2 separate regions of the Mus musculus genome follow, and region 2 is linked to region 1. A link is a contact called in public Hi-C data. All regions are on one chromosome and are shown on one strand. The core of a region is the stretch at or near the end of the contact, and the rest is flanking DNA. Distances in the headings are between cores, read along the strand shown.

Evidence for each region. Hi-C and Micro-C count contacts between places; a contact is called where the count stands out from the background.
Region 2: a contact with region 1 is called in a Hi-C map of bone marrow-derived macrophages, with 25 read pairs. The contact joins two enhancer-like sites. A contact is called at or near these places in 3 of 484 Hi-C or Micro-C datasets (CD8 T cells, bone marrow-derived macrophages and nephron progenitors) and 1 of 9 other capture datasets (pancreatic islet).

Annotation. Positions count from the first base shown.
Region 1 is chr16:11,383,737-11,387,691 of GRCm38.p6, reverse strand. All of the region lies in intron 4 of Snx29 (sorting nexin 29), which reads right to left. Among named protein-coding and RNA genes, the nearest start is that of Snx29, 63 kb to the right of the region's middle. Within about 2 kb of position 2,056, at least 73 of the 459 cell types and tissues checked have an H3K27ac peak or open chromatin away from gene starts, as enhancers often do. A contact at or near this core is called in bone marrow-derived macrophages, where this site is marked.
Region 2 is chr16:11,223,454-11,227,408 of GRCm38.p6, reverse strand. Gspt1 (G1 to S phase transition 1) reads left to right here. Exons shown (of 15, transcript NM_146066.2): 12 at 2,816-2,989. 2610020C07Rik (RIKEN cDNA 2610020C07 gene) reads right to left here. Exons shown (of 3, transcript NR_038156.1): 3 at 1,613-3,284. Among named protein-coding and RNA genes, the nearest start is that of 2610020C07Rik, 22 kb to the right of the region's middle. Within about 2 kb of position 1,903, at least 9 of the 459 cell types and tissues checked have an H3K27ac peak or open chromatin away from gene starts, as enhancers often do. A contact at or near this core is called in bone marrow-derived macrophages, where this site is marked.

The DNA of each region.
Region 1 (3,955 bases), core at 807-3,306:
TGTGTGTGTGTGTGTGTGTGTGTGTGTGTGTGTTTTAAGAGGACAACTTAACTTTTAAAAGAGTCCATTGTCAGCCAGGCATAGTGATATACACCTTCAATCTCAACACTTGGGAGGCAGAGACAGGCAGATAGATCTCTGAGAGTTCAAGGCCAGCTTGTTCTACAGAGCGAGTTCCAGGACAGCCAGAGCTACAAAGAGAAACCCTGTCTCAAAAACTCAACCAAGCAAAACAAAGTCAGTTCTCTTCTTCCACACTGTGAATCCCAGGAATCAAACACAGGTCAAGGCTTGCACAGCAGGCAGTGTTAGCGTCTAAGCCATCTCACCAGCCCCTGACTTACAATCTTTCTGCCTGAACATCTGAAATGCTTCATCCCTGGCATCTGCCACCACACCCAACTCTTCTTCACTCCTTTCATGGCTATGAAAGAGTGGGGATATGTTGAACAGTATAGGGTGTGTGTGTGTGTGTATGTGTGTGTGTGTGTGTGTGTGTGTGATTTTTGGCATGTGCAATATGTAAGTGGTAAGTATGTGTTGTATATGAACACGTAAGTGTGGCATATGTACACAGAAAGAGGCCAAAGGAGGACACAGAGTGTCCTGCTCCATCACGCTCTACCAGAGTCCTTTGAGACAAGTCTCTCTCTGAACCTGAAGCAAGGCTGGTAGCCAGCATCAAGCCTCAGCAGTGCTTGGTTTCTGCCCAACACAGTACTAGCATGACAGGCACATGCACAGCCATACCCAACGTTTTACACAGGGAGATGATAGAGATTTGAACTCAGATTCTCAAGTTTGCACAGCAAGCACTCTGACCCACCAAACCATCTCTCTAGCCCCAGAAAGCAGGGCTTCTAAAGCTTGTGACTTGTTTTCTTTTAGATGTGTACTTGATCTTTGAAGAGACTACTCATTCCTGAAATGAGTAAAGGACCCAAGGAACTTCCAAGATGGTAATCTCCTCAAAAGTTGACAAATCAGGTATCAAATATGAGCCTTCATGAAACATCAAAATACCTTTAAAACAGCCAGCAGTCACAACATCCCCAAGAAACATTAGTCTAACTATACCAGACTGCTTCTCAGTACAGGGATTAAACCAGGCACATGCTAGGCAAGCACCATGCCACTGAGGTATTCTCCTCTTTACAGAGGCAGGATATCTTTTGAACTAGCAATTCTCCTGCATCAGCACCCAGAACTTAACATAGTGAAACCCACTCATGCATTCATTTCCCTTGCATTGGCATTGACCCTATGCCACCTAGATGTCAAGGTCCCTCCCTGGGGCCCCATGGACATCTTCACAGTCTAGGACCCATGGGTTGAGGAACAGCATCCAAATAGCTCTCCCAGTAAGGCCAACCATGAGGTTAGGATAGATGGCTCAGCAGTTAAGAGCACTGACTATTCTTCCAGTGGATCTGAGTTCAATTTCCAGCAACCACATGGTGGCTTACAACAATCTGTAATGGGGTCTGATGCCCTCTTCTATAGACAGAGGCAGTGTACTCACATATATAAAATAAATAAATATATCATTAAAAAAAATAAGGCCAGCCATTCTTTACCATTGCTAACCACTTCTGTTAGTAACCCTGGACACAGTTCAGTATTCTCTCCACATGGTCAGCAGACATCCTTCCGAGGCATCTTCACCAGAAGCAGATTTGCAAGTTCATAACAATAACAACGAAACCCCAAGAAGGAACTGAAAGCACCGCATGGAGAGAGAAGACACACAGAGCGGACTTCCCCATTCAACCAAGAGGAGGGCCAGGCTTTCCTGGCACATGCACCTTCCTCAGAAGCCAGTTCTATAGAAATTAAATCATTGCCCAAGGGGACTCAGAATCAAAACGTAAACTCTGCTTTGAGTTAAGTGCAATGGACCGTTTTCAAAAATCCCCACCAAGGCTCAAGAAGTCAGTATTTTATTGAAAGATGGGGAAAGAAAGCTGGGGTTAGCTTCCCAGGAAAAGTAGTACTTTGACAAAAGTCATGATTCTGACACAGTCCTCGGTCACCTCTATGATGTATAGACTCTAAGCTACAGCAGTAAGTAAGTCCGGATCTGGCCACTTCCCTTCCAGGAAAAGCAACAGGCTGGAGAGCAGGCCATGCATACCATCTGGAGTCCTTACAGAGGTCGGGTTCAGGATTGCTGAGACAATCAGGGTGAACTGGGTAGGGAGGTCAAGGAAAGATGCGAGGAATCTCTAAGGCGTATCTATTAAAACCACAGTGAGCTAGCACATTGTGTTCATTTGGAGATAGCAGGTCGTGCCCTGTTGGGAATTGGTTCTAATGCTTTGTCTTAATTTGGCTCTCAAAAGCTGCACTGCCAGACCTGAGAACCCCTGCCACCAGCTGGCTTCAATTGATAATAAAGGATTGACTGACGTACAGTCAATGGCTGGGCAGGAAGATGGAGGCAGGACCCTTAGATTGCTTGGGCAAGGGAGAGAGGAGAAGAACAAGAGACTGGCCATGACTTGGAGGCAGAGGGATCAGATTTAAGAGCTATAGGAGAAAAATCATCCAGCAATGTAGGTGGAAAGGGAAAGTGGCCCATGGGGGTTGGAGGAGGGGGCTGCCCAGAAGGTAACAGGGCAGGAAAGATAAAATATACATTTAGAAGGTGTTAAGCTAGGAATCCCAGAGTGGGATTCGGGGAAGTTTTGAAGTATCCAACCATTGAGCTAGTCAAGGCATATCAAAATCAGCTGGCGCGAGTCCATGCCCATGTGCATGAACATGTGTGTCTTTCATTCGAGAACCCAGAGCTCTTGGGCTGGTACAGCCTATGAGCAATCCTGCCAGGAGCCAGAGTGGTTTAATTAATTTACTGCTATGGCTATTAGTTTTTGTGGGTTTTTTTTTTAAGCCAAAGAAAATGACGTGGAGACATGATGAAGTAAGATGGTGACCTGATAAGAAGAGAGGCATGAACGAGGAGTGCTCTCTCACTGAGGTGGCACTGATGGTGATCATGAGCCACTACAGAAAGGCTCTGAGCTGAGCATCTGATGATGAGGGGCTCCTGAAGCCACTGCACTGCTGAGTGGGCAGCAAAGCGAGGCAGCACTGAGAACAACGTGTTAAACACAAGGCCAGAGACTGCAGACGGGCTTGCTGCCAGGCCTGACAGCCGGAGCTCCAGCCTTGGGCCCCAGGCAGAGGAAGGAGTACACACAAACACACACACACTCACACACACATACACTCACACACATATACACATACACACTCACACACATACACTCTCACACACATTCACACACTCACACACACACTCACACACACATACACTCACACACATATACACATACACACTCACACACATACACTCTCACATTCACACACACACTCACATACTGTCTCACATACATTCACACACATATACTCACACACATATACATACACACACTCATACACTCACTCACACTCACACACACATTCACACATACATACACACTAATTAAGTAATTTTTTTATTTTAAAAAAGGTCAGTGAGATGGGAGATGGCACCACAGGCAAAAGCACTTGCCACGTAAGCCTGATGACCTGAGTTTGACCCCCCAGGACCTATGTGGTAAAAGGAGAAAACTCACCCACAAGCTGCCCTTTGACCTCCACCTGCACAATGGGGTATGCATACAGCATGCACATAAATAAATAAAATAAAATTTTATATTAAACATAAGATTACCAGGACATCCAGCCATTCCACTTCTGGGTAAATATTAAAAGAACTAAAAGCAAAAAAGCACAAATATTTATTTTCCCATGGTCATAGCAACATTACAACAGTCAACAAGAAACCCAAGTGCTGATCAGGTAAAAGAAAATATGATTATCTATATACTAGAATATTACTCAGCCTTAAAAGGGGGAGATGACATTGTAGGGTGGGTGAACTGGAAGACGCTGTGGTAAATGAAGCCAG
Region 2 (3,955 bases), core at 654-3,153, 160 kb after region 1:
GTGTGCCTATGTGTCTCTGTGTCTGAGGCCTATGCCATTCAGATGCCACAAAATAGTATATCCACGGCTGTACTTTCAGGAAATTATTATTAATTATTAATTTTGGGGTGTTATTGGTAAAACAAACAAACAAACAAACAAACAAACAAACAAAACCTCCCAGCCCCAAACTAAGGACCTATCTGAGCTCTTTCTAGTTAGGCACCTTAGCATTTACCTAAATCCCCAATCCTTAAAGATCATTTTGTAATGTGTTGGTGGAGAAGTTTCTCTGAACCTGTAGTGTGCCTGAGCTATTTGAATAACTATGCTCATAGTAGCACTGCTCCAAAATGGCCAAAATGTGGCATGTATGTGCAGTAGAAAACCATCCAGCTATGCACTGGGATACGTGGCAGGTCATTCAGGACCCTCTCATTAGCTGAAAACTTTGTTAGTTTTTTCTTTCTTTCACTTAATAAAAGCCTTGATCTGTTAGGACTATAGCGATAGCTCAGCATTTTCAGAATATCTGAGTTCCATTCCCAGCACCCATGTCAGGTGGCTCACAACCATCTGTAAAAGATTAAAAAATAATGCCACTATCCTTTCAAGAAAAGAAAACTATAACATGCTCCAACACGGACAAACTAACGAAGGCATTATGTAAAGTGAAAGCCAACTACAAAAAATCAGAGATTATTTGTGTTTATATTTGTGGTGCTGGAAGTTGAACCGAAGGGCTTGTATGTGCTGAGCAGGCATTCATTCTGCCACTGAGTTATAGTCCCAGCCCTTTATGTGAGATCCCTAGAAATAATGGTATGGTGAAGTGCTTAGAGATAATGTATTGTTGTTTATTGACTATGTGTAATTTCACATTTGCAACATGAGAAGAGTCCAGTTTTGAATTGCTTAGCAGTGTTAACTTCACCCGTTCATTTATGACCTTACTACTACCAGCTTTATGCTTAAAGACAGTAAATTTTAGGGGGTCAAGAGTTGGGTTGATGACTGAGTGCTTGCTGCTGTTGCAGAGTACCGGAATTTAGTTCCAGCAATTTGGGCAGCTTACAAATCTTCTTGTCTCTGGTTCCATAATGTTCTCTGGGTTTTCTGGGCACCTGTACTCACTTGGTATACACATCAATATAAATAAAGCTTTTTTAAAAATGTACTTTACAATTTTTCACAGCTGGGTGTGGTAGTGCAAATCTGTAATCTCAGCACTTGGGAGGCATAGGGAGGACATTCTGGAATTCAAGGTCATAGTAGGTTATAAAGTGCTTTGAGGTCCTTAGGTAACTTAAAAAATTAATTAATCTCAGCACTCAGGAGGCAGAGGCAGACTGATTTCTGAGTTTGAGGCCAGCCTGGTCTACAGAGTGAGTTCTAGGGCTATACAGAGAAACCCTGTCTCCAAACCATAAAAACAAAAACAAAAAAATATTTAAGGGCTGGCAGGATGACTCATTATATAAAAGATTTGACCCTTGATACCTAGAATCCACATAAAGAAAAAGGAGAGAAACACTCCACAGTTGTCCTCTGACCTCTGTTCCATATGTACCATGCACACCAACACCTACCCACGCCCAAACCAGATATACAGTAAAAACAAACAAATCCTGTTAATGGGTTTAAAGCTAGATTTGATGATTTTTATTTGATGTATTATAAAATTATACCAAGAAACAAATTGATGTTTTTAATGCTTTCTAGGTAAATACCTCCTTAATTGAGGATTGACCTGCTGTGGGGGAAAAATTCTTGAATTCTGAAATTTAAATTTAAGAGAGTTAAAAATCCAGTTATTAAATTTGATGTTTGTCTTAGTTTCCTGTGGTTGATAAAATACTCTGAGAGAAACAACTCAAGGAAGAGGCTGGAGAGGTGACTCAGCTCTTAAAGGGAACTTGATTCATGCAATACACGGCACTCTTCACACAGAGATGAGCACACACCTATATATAAATGAAAGTAATTTTCTAAAACCAAAGCAATGAGGCTGGAGAGATGGTTTAGTGGTTAAGGAGCTCTTTCTTGCTCTTGCTGACGACCTGGGTTCATTTCCCAACAGTGACACAGTGGCTCCCAGTGAAACATCTCTCCAGTTCCAGGGCATCTGATGTTACCACTTCTGACCTTTCAGGCACCAGGCACACATGTGGGTAAAACACTCATGCTTAAAATCAATAGTTTTGGGGAGCTGAGCGAAGCAACTCAAAGGACCAAGGCTTTATTTCAGCTCTTCTTAGTTAAAGGGTACAGTCCATCAAGGCAGGAAAGTCAAAGCCACAGAAGTTCGAAGGCACTGATCTATCACAATGCATTTGTGAACAGAGGAGGATAAACACTAGCGCTCCGCTCACTTTCTCCCAGCTCAGAATGACCTCGGCCACAGTAAAGCGGATTCTTCCCACATCAGTTAGCTTAAGGGAATTGTGTGCAAGCGTGCCCAGGGACTGACCCTCACAGGTGCACCTGGGCATTTACCTCTTAGTGATTCTAGATCTTGTCAGGTTGACAGTACTAATCATTACAATGGTTTCATTCTGAAAATGAAGTTTGTTCTGTATTCTACTTAGAAGTTGTTAGAATGTGTTGTTTAAAAACAACAAATTGTGACATCTGCAACCGCAGCAGGCGGCAGAGTGCTTGTCTGACAAGCCAAGATTGACCCCCTTTCTTTTCCTCAAAAGTTTATTTCTGGCTAAAATATTTTATCTTTATTTTGACTTTTAGATTTGTAGCTTCTTAATAAGCATCAAGGTAATTTTATATCTTATAAAATGTGCATGTGTCAGAAAACTTCCAACTTTGGTTTCTTTTTAAGCACAACGTGGAAGTTCTTGGAATACTTTCTGATGATGTAGAAACGGACTCTGTAGCTCCAGGTGAAAACCTCAAAATCAGACTGAAAGGAATTGAAGAGGAAGAGATTCTTCCAGGATTCATCCTTTGTGATCTTAATAATCTTTGTCATTCTGGACGCACATTTGATGCTCAGGTAAAGATCATCTTCATGGTTGTTAAAACTTAATTTCAGTGCCTTTGTCCTGAGTATTTGTGACATGCCACATGACCTGTATCAGAGGGACTCATTTGTACATTACAACTATAGTATCTCACAGTTCCAAGATGCTGTAAAAATTTACCAGGTAGGGGCTGGAGAGATGATTCAGCGGTTAAGAGCACCGGCTGCTCCTGAAGGTCGTCCTGAGTTCAAACCTCAGCAACCACATGATGGCTCACAGTCATCTGTAACGAGCTCTTCTGGATTGTCTGAAGACAGCTACAGTATACTTAAATATAATAATAAATAAATACATCTTTTTTTTTTTAATTACCAGGTAGTATTTTCTTGTAAATTTCATTTTATTTTTGGTTTGTTGGTAAAATTTAAGTAATGTTTACTTTGTAAAGGTTTTAGACTTGGGTCTGCTTATATTTAACCTGACCATCTTGGGAGAGTAAGAACAAATGACTGGTACCATTAACAGAACTTTTTGAGTACTGTTAAATAAACCGGAGCTAGAGCGATCTCTCAGTGGTTAAGAGACTTGCTGCTCTCACAGCAGTTCCAAGTACCTGCAGGTTAGAACTACCTATAATTCCAATTCCATTGGTTCCAGCACCCTTTTCTGACTTTCTTATGTACCAGGTTTGCAGGTGGTGCACAGACAAAACAATGTAGGCAAGACTATGACTCAAGACACATAAACTCAAATAAATCTAAATCCTTCCCCCAAAAAAGTATGACTTAAGCTTTTGTTGTTTTTTTTAATGCCAAATACATTCTGTTGTTTACTGACTGCCTTGAGTATTGAGAAATGGTTAAGCTATGGGAAGCTCACGTCTAGGTAATGTGCTCCTGTGTTCCATGGGTAATGCACAGTGTCGGCTTCCTAGTCTGCCTGGTGAACTGACATCTACCAGGCCCTTGCCCGTTTCCATACAGGGCACTGGGTATCGT